Linked DNA regions of Sus scrofa: region 2 is linked to region 1. A link is a contact called in public promoter capture Hi-C data. All regions are on one chromosome and are shown on one strand. The core of a region is the stretch at or near the end of the contact, and the rest is flanking DNA. Distances in the headings are between cores, read along the strand shown. Region 1 holds the start of CPT2 (carnitine palmitoyltransferase 2). Region 2 overlaps SLC1A7 (excitatory amino acid transporter 5).

Region 1 (4,531 bases), core at 1,694-4,193:
GGCTCAGCAGTAATGCACCTGACTAGTACCCATGAGGATGTGGATTCGATCCCTGGCCTCGCTCAGTGGGTTAAGGATCCCACATTGCTGTGGCTGTGGGTAGGCCGGCAGCTGCAGCTCCGATTCGACCCCTAGCCTGGGAACCTCCATATGCTGCAGGTGTGGCCATAAAAGAATTGCCTGAACTTATAAAAGTATCAGATCCAGAATCTGAAAATAAGTTTTACCAGACTTCCAAGCCAGGGCTTTTCCCCAAGTGTGACATCGAAATGAGTGTGAAAGGACATTCTACCTCTCTAGCATCTCAGAGATAAAAGGAGTCTCACCTAATCCCTCATTTACAGCTGGGGTGCTGCAGGCCCGGGGTGGAGGCGGGGAATGGCAGCAGAGTGTCAAGTTATATCTGGATGAGGAGGGCTACTGTTTGCAGCTCCACAGTGTCTGTGCTGTGGACTGGAGGAAATGATCTCGAATAGTCTTCCTGGCTTTCTAATTCTAAGGAGGAGAAAAGCCCTCCGATCTTAAAGCTGGGTGGGGCCCAGGCCTGTCTGAAAGTTAAAAGCCATCTGCTGCCGAGCTTGGCAAGCGAAGAGAGGCTCAGTCATTCTTCACCTTTCCCCCACATACGGCTCAGCTCAGCCACAGGGGGTCAAGGATTAACTCCCAGCCACAGACACCTTTTCCTTTCTCTTTCCTGTCCTCTTGCCAAATATGAACAGGGGGACTGGGGCTAAATAATCTCATTGTCGTTTGTCTTAGGATGTTAGCACACTGTCATTTCACAAAAATCTCTTCAGATAATAGTCCTGAGAGGGCAGGGATGACACTGGGGTAAGGGGTTCCTGCCTGGAGAGAAAAACAGCAGCCAGGAGCTGGGGGTGACGCTTCTAACAGCCTGTGTTCGAATCACAGCGTAGGGAGAGCTGGGCTCCAGCCCCTGGACTGGGACATCCCTGATGCCAGCTTGGTTTGAAAGGAAGTAAAAGGGTCTTTAGAAAAGAATTGGGAATTCGGCACCAGGAACTAACTGGTGAACAGGTAGAGAAATTTAAAAGTTTAAGCTTGGTTTTAGAGGGTGAAGGAATTGGGGGAAATTTTTTTTTTTTTTTTTTTTTTTTTTTTTGCTTTTTATGGCCGAACCTGTAGCATATGGAGGTTCCCAGGCTAGGGGTTGAATCAGAGCTGCAGCAGCCGGCCTACACCACAGCCACAGCAACACCAGATATGAGCCACATCTGCCACTTGCACCAGAGCTCGCAGCAATGCCAGATCTTTAACCCCCCGGGCAAGGCCAGGGATCAAACCTGCATCCTCATGAATACTAGTCCTGTTCATAACCCTCTGAGCCACAACAGGAACTCCTTGGGGAAATTTCTAATATTGAAAGAGAACTGGCAGTTTAGATTAAGGCCTGTTGTTCAAAGCCTGTGAAAACTGGAAGCTGAATTAAACTACCGGGCGAAGGAAAGAGAGAGGAAGATTTATGGGGGCTGTTTTACAGGGGGAGTAGATTCTGGGAGAAGTATTTCACAAGGTGGAAAGAAAGGGTAGCTTTGATGAGGAGGCACAGAACTGGGGTGGGCTCTGGACCTAATGTGAATAAGATTTGGGGAGGGTTACTGAGGGCAGTGTCTGTAATTCCGTGAGGGTGTGCTGAAGTTGCAGGGGCTAATGTGGGTTAGGGAGGCTCTTTTAGGGGCAGGAAGGTGGGGGAGTGTTGAGGAAGGTTTGATAGCGGTGAAAGGCTTCCAGGTGAAGACTGACTTAGAAGGTTGAAGACTTGGGGGAGGGTAAGGTGAGTCTGGGGGAGACTGGTAGGATGCTAAAATAAACAGGACTGGAGGCACAGCGAGCAGGGCTGAGGGTTACGAGGGCCGGGTGTCCAAAAGGGGGAGTGTTGGGAGAAGTGGAGGGAGAGTAACTATTATGCATCAGGAATTGGCTGCTCCATCGTCTGGGCAGGATTGGGGGGGAGACACCCTAGTTGGAGGAGTAAGGACAGGGCTGGAGATATGCAGGTAGGACATTTTTCTGGGAGAAGTAGGAGGGACAATTAGATATCTGATTGGAAGTTGGCTTCCTGGAGAAGTTCGAGAAGAGTTCAAGAGAGAAAATCTAAGCGAACAGTGGGAGGATTCGGGAAGAGAATTTGAGCGTTCTCAAGTTCCTGTGCCAGGAGAGCCTGAAAGTCACAGGATTTTCAAATTGGAGGATACGGCACCGTCCCAGGTAGAGGTTTGGGGGCAGAAGAGGGTTCAGCAGAACAGTCGTGAGTGAGTGGGGTAAGCTTGGGGCCGCTTCACGGCTGGCGGTGGGCGGCGGGGCTCACCTGGGCAGACTGTCCTGGAAGTGCATAGTGGGCACGATGCTGCGCTGCAGGTACTGACCCGGCTCGAAGCCGGCGCTTAGGGTCCGACAGGGGGCTGCCAGGCCAACAGCAAGGTCCCGGGGCCAGGCGCGCAGCAGCAGACGAGCCATCATCGTCTCGGGTGGCGGCAGCAGCACGAACGCGGCGACCGTGTGGTTTTGGTGTGCAGAGCCCAAGCCGCTGCCCTCAGGTTCCCGGGACGCCGGGTCAGGGACTCAAGTTCGGTTAGGGCAGGTCCACGAGGCCACTTCCGGCCTTAGGGCCCCGCCCACGGAAGGCCCCGCCCCATGGAAAGGCCCCGCCCACGGAAGGGCCCTGCCACTGAGGGCCCGCCCACAGGCCCTCCGCTCAGAGGGGCCCGCCCACTGCGGGGCGAGCCGGCCCGCTGCCGTCTCTGCTCCGTGGCTCCCGCTTCTGCTCCCTAGGCTGCGCGGGAAAAGGAGCTCCCAAGGCACGCCCTTCTCCTCTTCCGAAACAATATTGAAACTGAAGTGGCAGAAAAAGAAAAGGCGAAAAACTTTTCGGAGTCTGATGAATTCGTTCCAGACTCTGTCCTTGGGAGATCGTGGGAAAAATGTTAAACCTGTTTCCTCATCTGAGAAACAGGTTCTAACCATTAAGCCACCTCCCACATTCCTAGTTAGGAAATGCAGTAACGGTGTGTACAGTGGAAACGCGCACCACCCTGTGGGGCTCCGGGTGGCAAAAGGGCTCCTGGGCACAAAAGCCTTTCTGTGCCTCACGTTAATTTTTCTTAGGAAATGGGCCTCGTTCAGCCACCATGACCTTCCCTGAGCTCCTAGGGACAGGTTCAGACAGTTGCTGATCAGGGAAGGAAGGGGATGCAAAGACAAGGGAGGAACAGTCAGGTAACAGTCGTCCAGCCTTGGGGCAGGATCCTGGTTCCCTCCCAAGGAATACACATAATAAGTTAGGCATCTCAGACACCTAAGAGAGAAGTGATAGTCCTTATGCTTCTTTTAGCAATGAATACTTTAAAACGGAACCGCTTCGAGTCCTTCCTTGGCCTTCTCCCTCGCTTAATTGCATCCTAAACACAATCACCTGTAAGCTAAAGATTAGGCACCTTGAGCACAGGTGCCTGTGGGTCAAAGATTCTTGGCACATGATGTTTTTCAGGAACTTTCCTAGTTTGTGGTCATCTCTGATCAGTATTCCCTTTTCGCGAGTACTGTTGTTCTAGGCAGTAACCCAGGAGACCACCCTCTCGATCATACCGAGGTCATCCGACTCCAGCTTTGACGACTAGGATTCCCCCAAAAAAGAAGAGGGCATGTTTGTCCCAATCCCGATTCCTGTCTGGAAACCTGCTTTTCTCCTTTTCACTATAAAACTCCTCCCAATTCTTTCCAGTGGGGGGAACACAGTCTTTAACGTATTAGCCTGCGGTGGCCCCCCTTTGCCCCGCAAAGCAAGAAAGCTCTTTTTTTCTCCTTTACCCCAAATTTCGTCTCTGCATTTTCTTTTCTTTTTTTTTAAAGTAATTCTTTTTTTTTTTTTTTTTTTAATGTCTTTTTGCTATTTTTTGGGCCACTCCTGCAGCACATGGAGGTTCCCAGGCTAGGGGTCGAATCGGAGCTGTAGCCACCGGCCTACGCCAGAGCCACAGCAACGCGGGATCCGAGCCGCATCTGCAACCTACACCACAGCTCACGGCAACGCTGGATTGTTAACCCACTGAGCAAGGGCAGGGACCGAACCCGCAACTTCATGGTTCCTAGTCGGATTCGTTAACCACTGCGCCACGACAGGAACTCCATGTCTCTGCATTTTAATTGGGCACTGGCAGACAGAGGCCGAATGTGGTAACCCAGTGCCTGGCGCTGTGAGCAGTAAATGGTGGTGATGGTTGTCGTTACCAGTCAAGTTTGCCCAGCAGGAGGGTTTTGACGTTTCTGTGATTAGCTCCGCACAGCTGCCCTGCTGGCTCCCCTGAACCAGTATTAGAGAAAATGTGTGCAGAAGCCAGAAACCATGGCGTCTCCCATCCAGCCACCGCTTCTGAGCAGAAAGCCCTTTTAGAGAAGGATCCCTTCTGCGCGACCATCTTTTCACCTTGAATTTTTCCAAGGACTGGAAGCTCTGCCTCTGGCCCTAGGGAGCCTTCCATGCTCAGGGGACCATGTGAGACTGCCCGTCCCC
Region 2 (4,760 bases), core at 1,569-4,068, 68 kb after region 1:
GTGACCCCCACACCCTTGAAATGTGGCGACTGCAACGGAGGAACTGAACTTCTTGTTTTTAATTAATTTCAATTCAAATGTTAAAACCAGAGGCCGTTTTTCTAAGCATTTTTATATGGATGACCCATTGAAATGGTATTTTGGATGCACTAGGTTAAATAAAGTATTAGTAAAGTTAGTTTCACCAAAAATGAACCTCACCGGTTTCTTTTGACTTCTGTTGCCGTGCCAACCAGAAAAGTTAACATTACAGCTGTGGCTCACATTCTCATTCGATAGGGCAGCGCTGAGGATCGAATAAGGTGGAAGCTGGAGTTTCTGCTGTGGCGCAGTGGGTTAACCATCTGGCTTGTCTCTGCGGAGCATTGCCAGGTCGATCCTCGGCCCAGCGCGGCGGGTTAAGGATTTGGTGTTGCCGCAGCTGTAGCACATGTTGCAACTGTGGCTTGGATTTGATCCCTGGCTCAGGAACTCCATGTGCTGCAGGTGTGGCCAAAAAAAGGAACCAAAACAAAACAAATAAGATAGAAGTTCACCTTTGGGGGACAGTTAAGCCGGAGCCAAATTATGGGTTCTGGGCTGCTGGTACTTGAGGGGCTGTGTTTTTCTTCATACAAATAAGCCAAGCTCGTTCTAGAAATAAGCAAGAATGTGGAACACTTAAAACAAAATGACCAGAATTTCCATCGTGGTTCAGTGGTTAACGAACCCAACGAGTATTCCTGAGGACTTGAGTTCGATGCCTGGCCTTGCTCAGTGGGTTAAGGATCCGGCATTGCCTTGAGCTGTGGTGTAGGTTGCAGATGCGGCTCGGATCCTGGGTTGCTGTGGCTGTGGTGTAGGCTGGTGGCTACAGCTCCAATTTGACCCCTAGCCTGGGAACCTCCATATGCCACAGTGCGGCCCTAAAAAGACAAAAAACAAAGTAAATAAATAAAACAAAATTACCCATAACCCCGCCACCCAAAGACAGCCACGTTGAAACTTTTTCTAGTTGTTTAGCTGTGCAGGTCCATGCGACATGACGCTCCCTGCAGAACCCCCCCACCCCGCCCCAAACCCCGGCTTGTAGTTTCTCCGAAAGATCCCTTTAACAGCTTTGCCCCAAAGTCTGGAGCCCCATTAGCCAAATGGCAGGGCCTTGAACTTCCTTTCCTGTTCTTTGAGCTCTGGGAGTAGCTGCTGTCTCCCGTGGAGTCCAGGCCCTCTCCACACTTAGCTCCCGTCCTCCTCGGCCTCTGCCATCACCCGCAATCATGCTGGCACAGCTGGCACCAGTCTGGAGAGGTCTGCCTCTGTCAGCTGTTGCCAGGGGTCTCCTTCCTCCACCCCACCACCCAGGGCTCCCACGTCTGCTGCTCACCTCTCAGCCAGTAGGAAAAGGCTTTCCACTTTGGGGACAGGGAGTGAGGTTCCAGAGTAGATGCAGGGGTCCCGATGATGGAACTCTGTCTGGTTTATCCACGGGCCTCTCCATTCCACAGCCCCTGTGCCACGTGACCTAACCCTCCCTGCAGACCCCCCCACCCCACCCCCCGGCTCTATCCAGAACCCACACTCCTGCCCTTACCGCGTCCAGGCTGTCCCTGAGTTGGCACTGCCCCCGTATTAGACCTCTTCTTCCTCGAGGTGGCCTTCTCAGGGGCCCTTTGCCCCTTCCTGAGATCTGATTTCCACCTGCACCCGTCTCCTGCACCGTCTGTCAAGCACCTCTGAGGTCATCTGGACACAAACCTATGGGGGTCTGTGTCACCGTGGCTCCAGGGCTCCGGGCAGAGCTGCAAACCATCTGCGCCTTGGTTTCTCCACTTAAATAGGAACATCTTGCCAGTGACGCATCCCTTCTTTTTTGTTGAGTATTTAACTGCAATATGTCTCTTTTTTAATTTTTTTTTACTTTTTTTTTAGGGCCACATCCGAGGCATATGGAGGTTCCCAGGCTAGAGGTCGAATTGGAGCTGTTGCTGCCGGCCTACAGCACAGCCACAGCAACACCAGATCCGAGCCGCGTCTTTGACCTGCACCACAGCTCACGGCAATGCCAGATCCTTAACCCACTGAGCGGGGCCAGGGATCGAACCTGCAACCTCGTGGTTCCTAGTCGGATTCGTTAACCAGTGAGCCACGACGGGAACTCCTATGCTGCAACTTTTCGTCTAATCTACGTTGATGTTTTAAATTGGTGCCAGGTTTTTCCTCTGCATCTACCATTTCAGTGACCTCCCTGTGTGTTTTGTTTATTTTGATATTCTGAGATCCTAAGGAATGCTAAGTTCTTCCTTCTCAGACATCAGCAAATTCTTCTACGTGGGTTGTGTTGGACCCCACTCTGCCCTGGATGCCCCCCCCGGCCTGGCTCGCAGGGCCGCATTCCACTCCTGAGCTCAGTCTATCTTTGCTGCCCCACATGTGACTGAACCTCAAACATGACCTGACTCTGACCTCATTAAACAGCACAATGTCCCCTCACTTTCCAGCCTCTCAGCCTCCCTGCTGGCTTCTGGTGCCCCACTGCCTAGCACAGCTGCCCCTTCCAAATCCTCCTCATCATTCGAGAACCAACCCAAATGCCCCCTCCTCCAGGTAGCCCTCCCTGATTCTCCGGACTAGAAGCCATCCCTCGCTCCTCTGAATAAAGAGAGCATGGCCTTGTCCCCTGTCTAGGGGTACTGATGCATCTGCCCTCTCCACAGCTTACTTGAGTCCACTGCTGTCCTGTGGGCTTTGTCTTTCTCCCCCACCACCCCCTGCCAGACCAGGAGCTGCTTGAGGTTGAGGACTGGTTTTGATCTCTGTCTTGTGGGCACAGGGCATGGCGCAGAGCCAGGGGCTAAATTACTGAGTAACTACATGGATGAAAGAGGACAGGCCTGGAGCTGGGGACTGAGTTCTGGTCCAGCCGGGCACCAGGGTCCTGAATGACCTTGGGCAGGGCCTCCTCTCGGGGCCGGGGCCTCCCTGTAGCCTGAGGTCATGGAACGTGGCTGTGGGGGCTTCTGTCGTGGTCAGAGGGCTGTTTGGCCCTGGGCTGATTTGCTGGCCCTGGTCGGGGGATGATTTCTTGTGGATAATGTTTCCGTGTGCCCCCCATTTCCCCTGGTCACGCAATCTCATTATGAGCCCTTCAGGATTTTTATCTAAGACCTACCCTAAGCCCGTCCCTAACATATGGTGTCCTGGCAGACAGGGATGAATGGAAAGTGAGGGGACATCGACTCATTCATTCATTCACTCCTTCCTTCTGCAAACTACACTCCAGTGGGGACCCCAGCCTGGCTCTGTGAGCCCAGCCCTGAATCAGACTCCGCCCCAGCCCCGAAGGCGCTTCCAGTAAATAGTCACCAGCTCAGTGAGGAGGGGCTGGGACAGAGGGCAGCACAGGGGTTGCGGGAGCCCAGAGAAGGGGCCTTACCCCTGCCTGGTGGTCAGGGGAGGCTTCCTGGAGGAGGGGACCCTTAAACTGTGTCTTCAAAGAGGCGTGAGGCTTTGCAACAGCAAGCGGGGGAGAGCAGGGCGCTCACAGGCAGCGGGTGCAGCAGGGCTGGGGGGAGGGTTAGGGAGAGGCTTTTGGGGCTCAGCCCTGATGCTAGAGCTGCCTGCTGTGGCCTTATGATTAAGAGGAGGGGGGATTATCTGCTCTTGTTTACATGATTAAAACCAGACAAATGACAAATACTTCCTTTATCTGAAAGAATGAAAGGGCTTTGGGGAAAAAAGGCTTTTGGCAGCAAAGCAAAGTGAAAGTATCTCCTTAATGACTCTCTCACTCCCCACCCCGCCCCGCTGGTCCAGGGCTGACCAGCTCAGTGGGCAGAGAGCCGGGGTCAGGGCAGGCAGAGGTGCAGAGGAGCCCAGAGGAAACTCACAAGCCCCTCCATACACCCCCCCACCAGGGGAACCTGGGCCCTGGCACTAACCCACGATGGCCACAGGGTGGCACCCCTCGGGGGAAAAAGCTAACCACGGCCCCATTTTATAGATGGGGATCCTGAGGCCCAGAGATGAGGGAGTGACTTGCTGGCCCGAGGTGACATAGCCAAGGGGCAGAGCTGGGACGAGGACCCAGGGCACTCGGTCGCTCACTCTTACTCATTAGCTCATTCAGAAGCCCCAGTAACCATGCCGAAGGCTGCCGCCGGAGCTCACACGGGGCACTGGGGACCCACAGAGAAGCCCTTTTTCTCACATGTCCTCAGTCTGATGAGAGAGACAGATGGTGACAATGACAACCAGGGTCATGACAGAGAGAAGGCCAGGGTTGTGGGACCCCAGGATAGGCTCCTAACTCTGTGGGAGAGGCAGGTAGTCCAAAAAGATTTCGCCAAAGAGATGGCACGGAGCTTGGTCTTACCTGCTGGGTAGGCGCTGGGCAAGGAAGGGAGCTGCTAAGAGGACACCGCGGAGTTCCCTTCGTGGTGCAGTGGAAATGAATCCGACTAGGAACCACGAGGTTGTGCGTTCGATCCCTGGCCTTGCTCAGTGGGTTGAGGATCCAGCGTTGCCGTGAGCTGTGCTGTAGGTCACAGACGTGGCTCGGATCCCGTGTTACTGTGGCTGGGGTGTAGGCGGGTGGCTACAGCTCTGATTAGACCCCTAGCCTGGGAATCTCCATATGCCGCAGGAGCGGCCCCAGAAAAGGCAAAAAGACTAAAAAAAAAAAAGAAAAGAAAGAAAGAAAGAAAAAGGAAAAAAAGAGGACACCGGACAAGGGAAGAGGACGGGGAAGGACTAGAGGTGTGAACGGACGTGGCCGAGGATGC

The links. Promoter capture Hi-C pulls out the DNA fragments that hold promoters and counts their contacts.
Region 2: a promoter capture Hi-C map of liver shows a contact between it and region 1, with 4 times the contacts expected there. The contact joins the enhancer-like site here to the promoter of CPT2 in region 1. A contact is called at or near these places in 1 of 5 promoter capture datasets (liver), 9 of 47 Hi-C or Micro-C datasets (embryonic fibroblasts, heart right ventricle, liver and 1 more) and 1 of 2 datasets of contacts at active chromatin or transcription factors (skeletal muscle).

What each region holds. Positions count from the first base shown.
Region 1 is chr6:159,058,384-159,062,914 of Sscrofa11.1, forward strand. It overlaps CPT2 (carnitine palmitoyltransferase 2), which reads right to left and starts at 2,944. Exons shown (of 5, transcript NM_001246243.1): 1 at 2,330-2,944. The coding sequence starts at 2,481.
Region 2 is chr6:159,126,898-159,131,657 of Sscrofa11.1, forward strand. The region is part of intron 2 of SLC1A7 (excitatory amino acid transporter 5); the gene reads left to right. Among named protein-coding and RNA genes, the nearest start is that of SLC1A7, 23 kb to the left of the region's middle. Within about 2 kb of position 2,819, at least 13 of the 83 cell types and tissues checked have an H3K27ac peak or open chromatin away from gene starts, as enhancers often do. A contact at or near this core is called in liver, where this site is marked.